4 separate regions of the Mus musculus genome follow, and regions 1, 2 and 3 are each linked to region 4. The links are chromatin contacts, called in public HiChIP or PLAC-seq and promoter capture Hi-C maps. All regions are on one chromosome and are shown on one strand. Each heading gives the region's core, a stretch centred on a gene start, on an enhancer-like site or on the middle of the called end of the contact. The rest is flanking DNA. Distances are from core to core; before and after follow the strand shown.

The links. Promoter capture Hi-C pulls out the DNA fragments that hold promoters and counts their contacts. HiChIP or PLAC-seq counts read pairs in DNA pulled down with a chosen protein or histone mark.
Region 1: a contact with region 4 is called in a promoter capture Hi-C map of liver, with 2.1 times the contacts expected there. The contact joins the promoter of Kremen1 here to the promoter of Selenom in region 4.
Region 2: a contact with region 4 is called in a FOXA1 HiChIP or PLAC-seq map of pancreatic cancer cells. The contact joins the promoter of Ap1b1 here to the promoter of Selenom in region 4. A contact is called at or near these places in 2 of 39 promoter capture datasets (hippocampal neurons and liver), 1 of 115 datasets of contacts at active chromatin or transcription factors (pancreatic cancer cells) and 1 of 9 other capture datasets (macrophages).
Region 3: a contact with region 4 is called in a promoter capture Hi-C map of embryonic stem cells, with 3 times the contacts expected there. The contact joins the promoter of Mtmr3 here to the promoter of Selenom in region 4. A contact is called at or near these places in 3 of 39 promoter capture datasets (embryonic stem cells, hippocampal neurons and liver).

Annotation. Positions count from the first base shown.
Region 1 is chr11:5,260,027-5,263,925 of GRCm38.p6, reverse strand. Kremen1 (kringle containing transmembrane protein 1) reads left to right here and starts at 2,316. Exons shown (of 9, transcript NM_032396.3): 1 at 2,316-2,491. The coding sequence starts at 2,401. Gm46268 (a long non-coding RNA gene) reads right to left here and starts at 2,909. Exons shown (of 4, transcript XR_003949640.1): 1 at 2,710-2,909; 2 at 1,844-2,210; 3 at 101-187.
Region 2 is chr11:4,985,070-4,988,948 of GRCm38.p6, reverse strand. Ap1b1 (adaptor protein complex AP-1, beta 1 subunit) reads right to left here and starts at 2,125. Exons shown (of 21, transcript NM_007454.3): 1 at 1,898-2,125.
Region 3 is chr11:4,592,533-4,596,412 of GRCm38.p6, reverse strand. Mtmr3 (myotubularin related protein 3) reads left to right here and starts at 1,623. Exons shown (of 19, transcript NM_001373897.1): 1 at 1,623-1,810.
Region 4 is chr11:3,512,737-3,516,387 of GRCm38.p6, reverse strand. Selenom (selenoprotein M) reads right to left here and starts at 1,704. Exons shown (of 5, transcript NM_053267.3): 1 at 1,315-1,704; 2 at 92-127. The coding sequence starts at 1,443.

The sequences.
Region 1 (3,899 bases), core at 1,067-3,566, 1.7 Mb before region 4:
CAACCTCAGTGAAGCAGCCTTGTGGAGCACTGGCTTCGGTGGTGTCTCCCCATATCACAGGCCCCTGGGGTAGCCCCTTTATTGTTACCACAGACTTAACCATAATCGTATTGCTCTTTCCTTGTTGCAGCTGTGGGCCGAAGCTCTCTGCTCCGTAATGTCCGATGTCCATGGGTCATGTTAGGCCCTCAGTTAAAAAGGAAGAAAAAAGAAAAGAAAAGAAAAAAAAATATATATATATATACACAACAGTCCCACGTGTGGAACCTGGAGGCTGAGTTCTCACTAGTAAGTGAAGGGTGTGTCCACTGGGCGGTGGGGGCGTCCACTCAGAAACACCTAGGGTTCTTGAATTCAGGAACAACAGGGAAAGCAAACGATTGAACAAGATTCTTCTTGCCACAGCTCTGGGTCGTGTGGGTGGAGAGGGACAGAAAGGCAGGCGCCTCGTGGGAGGTATCTACGCCCTTGGGGCCCAGCTCTGGGAGCTGCCTCCTGAGTGTGGGAAGGCTGGGGAGAACACCTGCCCAGTGAGAGGGCGAGGGGCACAGGGCGCAGGGGTGGGTGTACCCCAGGTAGGCCAGGGTATCCCACGGGGCCAGGATCGCCCAGCCCTGCTCCGGGCACAGCGAGTAGGAACAGGAGGGCAGATGTTCCTGCCACCGCCAAGCCTGGTGCAGGCCTGTACTTGCCAGCCCCGGACCAAGGACTTGAAAGCTCTCGGTGCACAGCCCGGACCTGTCCTGCCGGGCGTCGCCGTGGCGTTTTAAGCAAGAGCAATCGGAAAATCCCCGCTGCCTGGGGGTGTGAGGAGGAGTAAGGAGGCTCGAGATCCTGGGGGGTGGGGGGCTGCCTCGCGGAGACCGAGAATTTAAGCCACAGAACCCCAAGTCTCCCCTAATGAAGAGACACAGCGCTTGCCCCATCGAGTTGGGCACTTTTGTTGCTTCCGTATCTTTGGACCTTGAGGTCTTTTATGGTTCCTATTTTGCTGATGGTTGAGCAAAATACATTGGTGAGATATATATATATACACACAGATACATATATATGCAAATATATAGTGTATCACCCATTTTATACTAATTAAAAATAATTTAACTGGGAGTGGGGACACACACCTTTATTCTAGCACTTGGGAGGCGTAGGCAGGAAGACCTCTGTGAGTGCGAGGACAGCCTGATCTACATAGTTCCAAGACTCAAAATAATAATAATAATAATTTAAAACTGGTGTGATGGCTCATCGGTAAAGACAATTGCCACCAAGGTTGAGGACCTGAGTTCCCAGAACCGACAGTGCAAGGAGAACCGACTCCCACAAATGGTCCTCTGGTGTTACACATGCACCCATACACATACAATAAAAAACATATATGTATGTACATATGCATTTATACATACATATATTTTTTTCTTTGTTTCTGTTTTATAGCCCTGGCTGTTCTGGAACTCGCTTTATAGATCAGACTAGTCTCCAACACCAAGACCTATCTGCCTCTGCCTCCCGAGTACTGGGATTAAAGGCGTGCGCCACCACTGCACCGCTGTAAATACATATTTTTAAAAGAATAAGTTGCGCTAGTTGACACGGATATGATAGGATTCTGCACAAGGCTCAGTATGCTGTCCCTTTGGTAGCTGCAGGACTCCACAAGGAGAAAGAACTCCACATTTACTGAGCCCCCACTGTGCGTGCGAGGTTTCCGTGCATTATCTCACTTTGTACAACCGCTTTGTGGAGCAGACGGTATCGACATACCACTGAGCAGAAGGGAGCCCCGTTTTCTTTAAACCTGTATACATTTATACAGATCTTACGAGTAACCAAGTGGGATACGAACCGGGACTGGAGGACTCCAGAACACGCTTTGGCTAGCCGCTACCACGAGCCTAGCAAGAGCAAGAGGTTTGTTCTGGTTACTACCGCAGTGGTGGAACTCGCGCGTGAGTCACGACCTAGGTAAGGGTGAAACAGGGGTCACGGCGCTCGGCCGGTGTCAGCGCCGACAAACCTCAGCGTGGGGACTCAGAGGCAGGACCCGTCCCGCCCTCACCTGTAGACTCCACACCTCGGGTGGCCTCACCGCGCCTGCTGTGGGGGCGGAGCCAGGTGGGGCGGGGGCGGGCTCCCGCGCGTGAGTGGCAGGCCGCGCATGCGCAGGCCGCCCGGCTCGGAATCCTAGCAGGCGTCAGGCAATCCGGGCGGTGCTGAGGAGGACGGGGCGGCGCTGAGGAGGGCGGGCCGGGGCGGACCGGGGCGGGCCGGGGCGGACCGGGGCGGGCCGGGCGGCGAGGGCGGGGCGACGCTGAGCTCCGTCCTGCTCCCATGGCCGCCCCCGGCTCCCGGTGCTGCCCCCTCTGCCCCGGGCCGCGCCCGGGGGTCCCGCACTGACGGCCCATGGCGCCGCCCGCCGCCCGTCTCGCGCTGCTCTCCGCCGCTGCGCTCACTCTGGCGGCCCGGCCCGCGCCCGGTCCCCGCTCCGGCCCCGGTGAGTGAGACCCCGGCCCCCCCCCGAACCCCCTCGCCCTCTCTCGCGCGTGGACCCCGGAGAACCCGATGTTCGGGCTTCTGTCCCAGCACGCGGCGTGGACGCGCCTGTCCCGCGTTACCAGGACTCTGCCCCGAGTGCCGGCTTCTAACTTTGCCGAACTCTGCTTCCGACTTACGGAAGAGAAGGGGGTGCGTGACGGCTAAAGTCGCCCGTACCGAGTGCAGACTACTCTGAGTCCACCGCGGCGTCCGCCCGAGGTGGTGCTCTCGGCCAGGATGGAAGCTGGGATGGCAGCTTAGTTCCCACACGCCCTTCCTTGCCTCGGAATCCTTTCCCAGTGGAAGGACAAGCATGAGGGTGTTGTCTGGCCCAGTTCGGTTTCTTTGCAGGTTGTTGAGAGCTGATGAGCATAGGACATTGGTGAACCTGCCACTGGGGTCTCCACCCTAAGTTGCGGATTGTGATGTTGCGAAGGCAGGGTTTTACTAGTAAAAGAAAACTCAGAGTTGCTTTGTTTTCTTGACAGCTTGGATTTAGGGGAAAGGCTGAGATTTATTTTCTGTGTGATTTTGAGGCAAAGCTGCTTGAACCTCTGTTACTTGATCTGAAAGTGGGGGGGGGTAACTCACTCCCATGAGCAGTGTTGGTGAACATTAAATGATACACTGTAGGCAACTTGCTTAGAGTGTTCCACCATGTGTAGTCATTAAACGATTTAATAATACTTATTATAGTGTTTCCCAGTTCACTAAGGACTAGACACCTGGTTTACCCAGCGAATACTGAATTTCTTTCAGGATGAATCCCGGCAAAAGGCAAAGCTGGGTTTTGGGACGGCAGAATGAGGAGTTCCCAACACACCAAACCTGAGACTCAGTAGAAGTGGTTTCTAGGTGATTGCTGCCTTCTATGGGACTTCTATAATGTGCTCTTTTCTACTGTTTGTAGTATGTGAACAGGGAGGGAGGGAGGGACGTTCCGAGAGCCAGGACGTGTCAACATAACTGTAACCTAGTAACTCCTTCCACTTTGTCATCTTTGTGTTCAGGATTTAATGTCCTCTATGGAGAGAGAGGTACGGGTGGGAGTGGACTGGCGCTCCTTCCTGGAAAGGGCACTGTGAGCCTATTCTGCCCACACTTGCAGGGAGGTAGCATCTGTTAGGCACCGACGCTTTGCTAGGTCAGATGCAACAGCTCTTGGGTAAAGTTGGTATGCTTTTATTTAGGAGTCCTGGGTAAGGACAAATTTATGGCTGTTGTGAAACAGTTTACTAGGTCCCTCAAACTCTCCTCAGCGGGGTTCCTCAGCATTCTGCAACATCAGTGCCTTTGTGATGTTTCCCCTCTGGTTCCAGAAGCAGTTTCAGAAACAAACCACATGGTTTTCAGCATCATATCCTGTC
Region 2 (3,879 bases), core at 876-3,375, 1.5 Mb before region 4:
CCTTATTTTTCTTGGTGCTGGGAATAGAAACCAGCCTTGCAAACGCTGGGGAAGTGCTCTACCACCGTATCTACATATTTTATTAGGATAGAAACCCTGCTGAAGTTGAGTTATCCAGGTCACACAACTGGGAAGCTGCTGACCTGGGGCTAGAGCCAGGAGCTGACTGGCAGGGAGTGAGTGCTCATTCCTCTGGACCTCTGAGCCCTTCAGACTACTCGGTGTGAAGCTTCCAGTCAACCCACACTCATCAGATGATCTCTACAGAGACACGGAAGGTCTGATTCTTGGGGACTAGCAAAGCCCTCTTGACAGTTCCTAAGACGCAGACCTCTGTTTATGCCCCTACAAGTTGCTTTATCTTCAATTATCCCTTGGAAGGATAGGGATAAGGTGACATTATTAAGTTTCTGTGAATCCAATGGGACTAGAAAAACATCACAGAGCTCATGACAGACAGACAGACAGACAGACAGAGGAGCTAGCTGGGTGTGGTGGTTCAGCTCTGTAATCAATCCTAGAACTTGGGAGTCTAAGGCAAAAGGGCTGCTATGAATTCAAGACACATGAGATATCCTGGCCAGACTGGGACAGAGTGAGACTGGAAAAAAAAAAGGCAATTAATGTAACATTTTTACTTACTACTTTTTTCCAAAAGAGCAAGGAAACTTTCACAGGCTCATTTCAGTTCCTTGCACTCAAGAGGAAGTAGGAAGATAGTAAGTCTCTCTTGTGTTGCTGTCAGGGAAACTAAGGTATAAGGAAGGAGCAACAAAATGTCTCTAAAGGAAAAGAGGCTCACACCCCAGGTACCAAGTCGCCTTCCCATCTCCCACGCAGACCAGTCATCCCAGGCACCATGACAGGCCAAAGGCCATCCTGTGGGCCTGTTCCCCTAGAACCTAGGACCAAAAGATCCCCCAAGGGGCCCCGTTGTTCCCCTCTTTACTGCAAAACGAATAAAGTGCAAACGGGATGAAGGGGTTGTCTGGATATCAATTCCAAGAATAGCCCAATAGGCAGGAAGACCTGAGAGCCAAAACACTGACAAAAACAACCTGGCCGAACAGCCTCCTAAGTTGAAAGTGTATCAACAGCTCCTCCTAAACATCGGATCAGACGACAGGTGAGAAGGCTGCATCCTGACACCAACTCACACAATATATTGGCGACAATATATCAAGTCACTTCTAGACCCCAAGCCAGCTCCAGGTGCCTTTCTCCCCGAGCTTTGAAGGTCTCTGGAGACCTACATAGGAAGCCTGATTTTGCCTCTACTACTCGAATGACCTTCCGTGTGTCATTTAACCTCCCGTGCCTCGGTGTCCTCGCGAGTGAGAGGGGGAAAGCAACAGTAGCTACCTTACAGAGGCAGCTGTGAGCTCAGTACACAAAGTGCTTAGCACAGAGGTTCGAAGTCAGGAAGGGCTGGAGAACCAGTGACAAGACATTCTTGTGGTGTTAGAACTAAGACAAGTGCTCCCATTCTGTCAACGTGTCCCTGAGGATCCAAAGGACGAGGGGCGGGTGGCAGAAGGCCATTTCTAGATGTTTGCCCCGTTTTGGGGGGGCGGCGGCTAAGAGATAAGGCCCTGAACGAGGAGGCCTGAGGTTGGCCGAGGAGTGGGAAGGGACAAGCAGGGCGCAGGGGAGGCCTAAGTGCAGGAGTCTCTCCGAACCGGACTGCGGACCTGAAATGACGGACGGCTTGACGCCGGGCCGCCAAGCCGTCGGGAATGAATGAGCACGCAGGCCTTTCACCTTCGCCCTCTCGCGGCTCGCAACCCTCCAGCGCAGCGTCCTCTCCGTGACCTCTGACCTCGCAGACCCCCCCCACTCCTCGGACCCCTTCGGGTTTGTTTGTTTTCCTATCTCGCCGGGCTGCCTTTTTCCTCACCCACAAATCCAAACGGCTCCGGGTGCCGCGGCTCGGCTCGCTTCAGCAGCAAAATGTCCGCAGCCTCCGCCTCCCTCTCCTCCGGTGCGTCGCAGCAGCCGGCGGCTCCAAGCTCCACGGCTGTCACCTGCCGAGCGGAAGTAAGAGGCCCGTGCGCGGAACTTCCGGTGGACGCACACCCCGGGGGCGGGGTCGAGGGTGCAACCTGGCGGGAGGGGCTGGGGACCTGTTGGGCGGGGCCTGTGTGGGAAGGGCGGGGCCTTAGCAGAGCCGGCTTTTATGAGAATTGAGGGCCTGGGCGGGCCAAGCGGCTAAGTTCAGGCTGGGATACCCTTGCTCAGAATCCCTGGCCAGGCTCCCTCTCAAACACCATGGAATCGAAAGGGTCTTGGAAGACTTTAAAGTTCATCTCTTTCTGAGTTACAGATGGGAAGACTGAGGCCAACGTTGTCTTAGGAAAAGGGAAAGTCGGAGCTACAAATCTGATCAGCTGCTGGACTGCGCCTGTCTGCTAGGCTAAAACGAGACTTTTTCTGCTGCCCTTGGAAAATTCATTGTTCTAAAAGGAAAACATAAGCTACGTCCAAGACTTCTTATCCAAGGGATACTTCACAGTGAGACCTCAACTGATACAGCCATTTCATTCCTGACTTTGGTCCTATTAATTTTCTCTTTCTAATAGATAACTTGTGTTCATCCCCTTTAAAACATTATAAAACTTCTATTCTAGCATTTTTATTAAACCAATAATATCTGCATTGCAGAAAAAAAGAAATATATTAGTGGGGGCTGGAGAGATGGCTCAGTGATTAAGAACACTGGCTGGTCTTCCAGAGGACCTGAGTTCAGTTCCCAGCAACCACACTGTGGCTTACAACCATCTGTAATGGGATCCCATGCCTTCTTCTAGTGTGTCTGAAGACAGCGACAGTGTTGTACTCATACACACAAAATAAATAATTCTTTTTAAAAAAAAAAGAAATATATTAGTAAGGAAAAAAGGCAAAACCAAAACACGTAGGCTCCTGAGAAAATCGTTTTTTAACACTTGGTTATCCTCCTAGATGTAATATGTCTGCCTTTTTATTTTATTATTTGTGTGTTATTGATTTGAGACAAGCTCTTGCTGTGTAACCCAAGCCAGCCCCATTGTTGAGCTCACAGTGATGTACTATCATGCCTGGTCTATGTAGTGCTGGGATCTAACTCAGAGCTTTTACATCCTATGCAAGCACTCTAACAACTGAATCGCTGTCACCTTGGCTGACCTGGAAACTGAAAAACCAAGCAGAAGTCTGCCTGCCTCTGTCTCACAGTGTTGGGTTTAAAGGTGTGCACAACCACACCCAGCTGTTTTTACATTCTTTAAAGTTTTGTCATAATATAATTATGACAAATTGATAAAATAGTTATGGCAAATTGATAAAATAGACAAAATAGAATTCCAGATGCTGGGGTGAAGAGATGGTTCAGCAGTTAAAAACACTGGCTGCTCTTCCAGATAACAGGGGTTCATTCCCAGAACCCACATGGCAGCTCACAGCACCCACATGGCAGCTCATGGCATCTGTGACTATAGTCCAAGAGGATCTAAAACCCTCTTCTGACCATGCAAGCACAGGTACATGCACATATGAACATAAAATAAAATAAATAAATCTTGCCAAGTAGTGATGGCATACACCTTTAATCCCAGATGGATTCCAAAGTTTGAGACCAGCCTGGTTTACAGACAGAATTTCAGGACATCCAGGGCAAAGGTTAGGCTTGGTGGTGCATGCCAGTAATTCCAGTACTTGGGAAGCAGAGTCAAGTAGATTTCTGTGTGCTCAAAGCCATCCTGGTCTGCATAGAAAATTCCCAAAGTTACAACAGTGAAACCTTGTCTCAATGTCTCAAAGACAAACAAAACAACAACAAAAAGAATACCATTTACCCTTCACCCCGCTTCCCTCAATGGTGACACAGGATAATAGTAACAC
Region 3 (3,880 bases), core at 374-2,873, 1.1 Mb before region 4:
AGGGATTGTCCTGGCAGTGAAGTGCTAGCTCCAGTTCAGGTTCCCCACTGCTGGCAGTCTGTCTGTCTACTCTGTGTGTCCTGTTGTCCATCTATTTGATGCTCTATTTTTTTTTCTTGTCCCACAAAGGCCATGAGAATATACACAAAGGGAAACCAGGACAGTGGATTATAAATGAAAGTGTATAGTTTACTGCTATCACTACCAAAAGATTTTTTTTTTTGACCCAAGAGGTGCAATCATTGTACTTCCAATTTAGCCTGTGCTTTTCTAGTGAAGGTGAAAACGGAGACACAATCAGCTGCATTGAAGAGGAGGAAGACAGGTCCTTGGAGGGCGGTGGGAAGTCTTTGCTAACTGATCTGTGATGTAGTGCCTTCCTTGACCTTCCTTGAGATTCTGTGATGTGGTGGGTAGCCCAGAGAGTAATAGGACAGTTTGTGTTGTTATCTGGGCCTGGGTTTGAAGTTTAAGTTAAATTCAACTTATTCTGGGTTTTACTTTTTTTTTGTTTGTAAAATAAAGATAGGCCTGACCATTTATGAAGATTCAACTAGATAAATATAAACACTTGCTCTTCCATAATTAGGAGATTTGTCTGGCTATTGTGTTGTGCAATTTTAGGTTCTGGAGACATAATGACAAATAAGACAGCATCCTTTTTTTCTAATTATTCTTAAACTCCAGTGGGGGCAGAGAGGCAATAATGTTGAATACAAAGAAACAAATAATGGGGGGGGGGAGATAAACAATTTAACAAATACAGGGATAAATTTCATTTACTTGTCTTCTGATAAAAAATCAAGGTCATGTTAAAATTCATCTAAGGAAGTGAAATATCTTTGAGGATTTGTTAGGACCTAAGCCAGTAGATCTCAACCTTTAAACGCTGTGACTTTAATATAGTTCCTCACGTATGCTGACTCCCAACTTACTTTCCTCGCTAATTTATAACTGTAATTTTCTACTACCATGAATCATAATGTAAATATCTGAGGTTCAGGATATTTGAGACCCCGAGGACTGCTGACCTAAAATAAGGTATTACAGTGTTAGACTATGGGGCTCTTCTGGAGGCCAGTCAAAGTAGGGATTCTTTTCCCCCTTGCTTTTCTTTGAGCACTGAGGTTTTTTTTATTAGGAGCTGGCGTTGAGGCAGTTTGAACTTGTATTCTGGGCATAACTTATAGCACACTATATTTACATGCACGGTATTAAGTTAGTTTTATATTGACTATACTTGCTGGGGATATAATATCACTACTGTTCTTAGTTTTAATAGAAAGTAGAGTAAGCTGAAGTGCTGTCTTGGTCCATTAAGTTGGAAAAGAAGCCTGAAAAATCTTTCTAAACCTTGTTTTTCTTTTTCTTAATTCGTAACGGTTTATTTATTCACTTCTCATTTTTCTTTTCTTCCTCCTGACGCTTCTCTGCAGCCACAGTCTGGTGACTTGCAGCCCCGCCCACATCCTGGGGCGTGACCAACGAGCCAGGCCCCGCCCTCGCCCATCCCGTGACGGCCAGTCTTCCCCCCCGCCCCCCATCCCACAGCGGACAGCGCGCCGGAGCGTGCGCGCGCGCCCCCGCTCTCAGCTCCGATCGGTCTCGGGAGCGCGCTCTGTGTGGCCGCTGCCGCCATGTTGTTGTGGTTGTGAGAAGGCGGCGGCGGCAGCGGCGGCGGCGGCGGCGGAGCAGCCGGCGGAGACGCTCCAGCGGCCCAGGCGCTGGCCCCCGCCGACCCTGGCTGGCAGCCTCCTGGGGTGGCGGAGGAGGCCCTGCGGTGGCGGGCCTCGCCATGTCCTGCCGCCTGGTAAGAAGCCCACCCTCCGGCTCTGGTGGCGAGGAGGTGCTGGAGGAGGGGCGGACCTGGGCCGAGTGCGGCGGCTGTCACCGGCCGGGGAGGCGGCGGCGGGCCGAGGGCTGGGTTGGCCGCGGCCTCCCGGGGCAAGCTCTCAGAATGGAGCACCGAGGCCCGGTCGGGCGAGTCGGGGGAGGCGGGGTCGCCGAGCTCGGCGGCCATCCTGAACCTGGCGGTGGGTAACACTCGGAGTGTTGGGAGCTGCGGCTGGGGCGCCCTGGAAAACGCTCCCGGGCCTCCGGGAGGTGAGCGTGTGGCCCGAGGCCCTGGTCGAGACCGTGGGAGTCCTTAGTGGCGAGAGGCCGGAGGTCGTGCTGTTGGAAACCACGGGCGAGCTGTGCGGGCCTCAGCCTAACTGCAGCAGGGCATCCTCCTGACCTGGTAGTGCTTGAAGGGGAACGAAGGTCCAGGGGTGGTTGGAGGAGCTCGGGGAACACTGCTCAAGTAGCTCTGCAAAAGATCAGTATTATTTCTTGGGTTGAAATTGTACTGGATGTATTGCATTTCATGACCCAAGATGGTATTGTTGGGGCCAGAAAACTTATTTCAAAAATTGGAAGTAGAGTTTGCACACTCTGTTAGGCCACCAGGAGTCAGATCATCTCACTTGTGAGTTTTACACACAGGTTTCTGTTAGATATTAATGTTCAGTCATTGTCAGAATGAAGTTTACGTTTTTATTCTTCTTACTATCTTGACATCCACTTGGCTTTTTGACATTTAGGGTCTTTTTTTTTTTTTTTTTTGTATTAAAAGTGCATGTGTTCTTGTAGTGGAGGCTCAGCCTCGTTCCTCTTGTGAACAGTGAGCCGTCAGAAGTTACGATTGAATGGTAGATGGTTCTGTATCAAAATGATCTTGTTTGTGGGGATGTGAAGGAGGCCTTCTTTGAGATTCTGCAATGTTTCTGTGTTTTTTACTTGGAAACCAAATAACATGCGTTGATGGCCAGTGAAAGACTTCTTTTCCATGCTTGACTGAGTAGAAGAGTTTACAGAATGACACCGTTGTGGGTAAACACTATGCAATATGTTATTAAACTAAATTTGGAAGCTTCTAGAAGGTTAGAGTGATTGCCTATGAAGACATATTTCACCCCTACCATTTTTACTTTTTAGGTAACTGTGAGCAGCATAATGAATTTGTTCACAAGGCATCAGAACACATTTTATCAAATTAAATGTTGTATAGCTGAACGTATGTCCAAAAACCTAGAGGAAAATAAAGGAAGTGAGGCCTGAAGTCTGCTTCTGGCCCACAGAGGGGTCCTAAAGGTGCTTTCTAACATGCCAACATTGTAGTTACTTCTAAACCATCTGGCTCAGGTTTCCAGTAAAGTGGAGGGTAGCAGGGTGTGTTACAGTCATTTGAGACCAGGGTTGTGGACCTGGAAGGTGTACTGTAGGTTGTGACAAGTTCTTGAAATTTGCTCCAGGCTGTGAGGTATGGTAAAGTCAGTTTAAAGACCCTCTTAACAGCACTAGTTTTTGCTTTCTGTGATAAAGTGGAATTCTGAGTTACCAAGAGATAAATTCATATTTCAAAGGTGTGTTGAGGATTGTTACAGTTTTGGAAGAGGTGGAAGAAAGTGTTAACAGTTGCATAGGGTTGTATTCTGACATATCATAGAGAGGCTCACCCAGTTGTTCACTAACACCAGAAACCTTGTCTGTTTTGTTTCCTGATAATCCCCACTACTTACCATAGTTCTCACAGAATTTTCTTTTCAGATTTTTTAAAAAAATCAAATGAATAGTATTGGTATGAGAAACACTAGTTAGTTATTAAAAATTACTTGATGTCTTACATTGAAGAGGGATTTTCATTCTCTTTTTAAGTCTTAATGCATTTAAAACTTTAGGTGTTGACACATGTTACTGACTTTATAGGTGGTATAGACAGATGGCCATTCTGTGCTGCTGGGTATATCTGGATCATTTGTGGCATTAATGGCTGTTGGGATATTACTTCTCTGTACTCAAGTTTCCTCATTTACATAATTTAGAACTCATACTGAGGCCA
Region 4 (3,651 bases), core at 455-2,954:
CTGCCTCACAGTACAGGGATTCCCACCAGGCCCCCAGTCAGTGACCAGTGCTCCTTATTCCCTAAGAGGGACTCCCTTCCTTCAAACTCACCTCCTTTAGGCGATTCAACTGTCATCCTCCACAGGTCTGGAGAGAGAGAGAAATGGGATAATAAACCAGGAGTCCTTCACAGGCTAGCTATACAGCCAAGACTATGCCGTCCTTTACACTGAATTGGGTCAGGCAGTGAGCGTAAAGAGAAGCATCAAGGTGTGGCAGTAAAGTCCTGTGAGCAAGAAGACCTCTGTACAGGTTGGGAAGCTCAGGCCTAGAGCCACAGGTAAAGAATGAGGGAGAGAAACCAGCCATGGGTCCCTGTCTGCATGTTATTGATAGCTGACCAATGCCCAGGAGACATGGGTTACGGCATTCTCCCTGTTGTCGGTAGAATTCTAACCCTGGCCTTTGGCCCTTGAGACGAAAGTCAGACTAGAAGGGAACAGCTCAGAACTACCCTAAGGGCCCTGTTAGAGGCACCTGCCATCTGGTCCCTACCCCACCCCATGCAGAGGCAGCCCTGCCAGCCACCTGTGGTTCAGCTTCAGGAACCATCTGGCTGATCTTCCCTAACTTGGGAGTATGGATGGTCCTTCTCTATTCCTGATGGGAGGCCGCAGCCCAACAGGAAGTCCAGACCTCCCTATTTCAGGCCTCCCTTACACTTCCTTTTGTTAATTTTTTTTTAAATTAAAAATAAACCAGCTAAGGCCCATGAAGAGTCTGCAAACATAGGAATCACTTAGGAAGACTCCAGGGGAGTCCTTTGGCCGGCAGGTGGTGGTGGTCCAGGGTGGCTGTGGACTGTTGGTATCTCATTTCCCTATCCTCTCCTCCAGCTCCAGCAGAGTACAGTGAGGGGAGGAGCTTAGGTCTTTTCTCCCCACCAGAAGAAAAGAGATTCTGGAATGCCAGGCACTAAGTCTGGGTGGGGGGAGAAATAATGGGGAAAGGTGAGGTTATCCTTAGAGAAGGTGGGTTCTAAGGGGCCAGTTTTCAAAAAATTATAGCCAGAGACCCACGGTAGGGCCAAGCCTGGAGCAGAGGCAAGGGTTCAGAGTGCCAGGCCACAAGGACGAGACTTCTTACTTCCACAGTAGATGCTGTTCATCATGCGGCTGGGAAATAAAAGGAATGATTCCCGGGCCGTGCAGGAGGGAAAGGGGGGGGGGGTGTTTCGGGAATTCTGGTATTCCTGAGGCCGGACTATATTCTTGGGATAAGGGGCAGCAAGGTTGTGGAACTGTCGTACTAAGGTTGGGAAAAGGCGCACTCACCTCCACCCGCCCCCTGGCCAGGCCTCGAAGACGGTTCCAATCCGGTCGGTAGTTGGTGGTGGAGGTGGCTGGAGCCACAAGGGCTGCAAGAAGCAGCAGCAGCGACGGCGGCGACAGTAGGATGCTCATCTGTGCCTGGCAGGAGACGTTCCGCAGGCTGCACCCAAACTCGGCCGCTGCGCCACGTCTGGCCCGCAAGCTGGCCCCGCCCAAGCCAAAAGCTCCGCCCAGCCATAAACCACGCCCCCAGAGCTAGAAACAGCCCCACTGACATCCCACCCAAATCGGGTGGTTGCCTCCCACTAACCCCCATCCCTGTCTCAGCTACTCTCTGGTCCTCCAGACTTCATGTTCCCAGTTCTCACAATCTCCATATTGCATTTGCCCACTAAGTGTGAAACGCTCCCGCAGGATGCCAGGAGACAGCACTACTTCGCGTCACCAGAGGGCGCAGGAGGTTCGCAGATGGACACAAGGATTTCTGGGTCAGAGAGTTAAGATAAGGAAGCAGGAACCTAGGAGATCTCCTTTATACGCTTTTGATGTCTTTGAACGAAATTCCGATCAAAGCTTCAATTCCCCAAAGCACACGTTGTAAGCGAGGACCATTACCTACGCCCCGCTCAAGAAAGCTCAGAGGGTAAAAGCGCTTGTTATGACAGCCTGACTCCTGAGTTTTATCCCTGAAACCTAAAAAAAAGTGAAAGAAAAACAGCAATTCCCACAAGTTGTGCTCTGTCCTCCACAGGCGTCCCCAACCGCTCACCATGGCATGTCCGTGCCTGTACAGGCACACGCGGTGCACACACACATATAATAATAATAATAAATATAAATTCTTACAAAGGAATACTACCTATCCTTTTTTACCTAGAAAAGGCTGGGAGGGTTAATATACACAATGCATCTCATTAGAACAGTATCTGGTCAGAGATGGTACACACCAATCTCCTACTGTCCTTGAACTCAAAGCAATACTCTTCACTCAACCTCCTGAGGGCAGGGTGATTAGGACAGACTCTGGCTGTGTTACCTTCCATTATTAGCTCTTCCCCTTCCTCATCACAACGGCCCCCTCCAGCAATGAACTCCGTTTTGCAGATTAGGAACTGTTTCAGAAATGTAAAATAGGCCAATTCATAGATCTGGATTTGAGCCCCAAACACCTCTGTGGATCATCTCCCTGGACCAAGGAGGAAACAGGTGGCACTCCATGTCCTCATGCCTTCAGCAGACACAGCAAGTACAATCAGTTTTTTGTCACCCTGGATTTAACCAGTCTCAAGTTGGAAATATTAGGAAGTAAAAACTGCCTCTGTACTGAACATGTACAGACTCTTTTCTTGTTGTTATTCCAACCAATAGAGCATTACAACTATTTATAGCATCTGTATTGTATTAGGTGTTATAAATTATCTAGAAATGATAGAAAGTACAAGATCAGGCCACACGGGCTTTAGGAAAATACTAAGCCATTTTATCTATGGATTTGAGCATCCTCATATTTCGAGTTTTGGTATGGAAGTGTGCCCTGGAACCAATCCCTGGCAGACAGCAAGAACACGCTGTGCCCTTTCCCACAGGATTCAGAGAACCTTGTCAACACTGAGCCAACGCTGCTTGTGATCCAAGGTATTTTTACCTTTCTGGGCTTATTCCACCACTTTTAAAATGCGCATTAAAAATGGGGCGGGGAGAACCATCAGCAGATAGTTCCATGACTATAGGCACTTGCTGCCAAGTCTGATGCCCTAAGTTCAAGTCCCAGAACCCATGACAAAAGGAAAGAAGAGACTCCCACAGATTGTCCTCTGACCGTCGCATGTTTCTAATATCAAGCACTCACAGACAGACAGACAGACACACACAAATGAATAAATAAACAAATATAAAAATATTGGTGAGATAACTTAACATGTAGAATCAATTGTTGTATAAGCATGAAGACTGAGTCTGGATTCCTACACCAGTGTGAAAAGCCAGCCATGATAATACAAGCCTGTAATCCTGGCCCTTAAGAGACAGGGCACGAGGATCAGAATTCAAAGCCATCCTCAGAGGGGCTGGAAAGATGGCTCAGCAGTTAAGAGGACCGGTTGTTCTTCCAGGGGGCCCACGTTTGATTCTTAGCACCCACATGGAAGCTAACAACTGTCTGTAGTTCTCATTCTAGGGAATCTGATGCCTTCTCCTGGCCTCTACAAGCACCGGGGGAATGCATGTACTGTTCAGACATGCTTGCAAGCAAAATCTCCATGGACATTGTCTTAGTCAGGGCTTCTATTCCTGCACAAACATGACCAAGAAGCAAGTTGGCGAGGAAAGGGTTTATTCGGC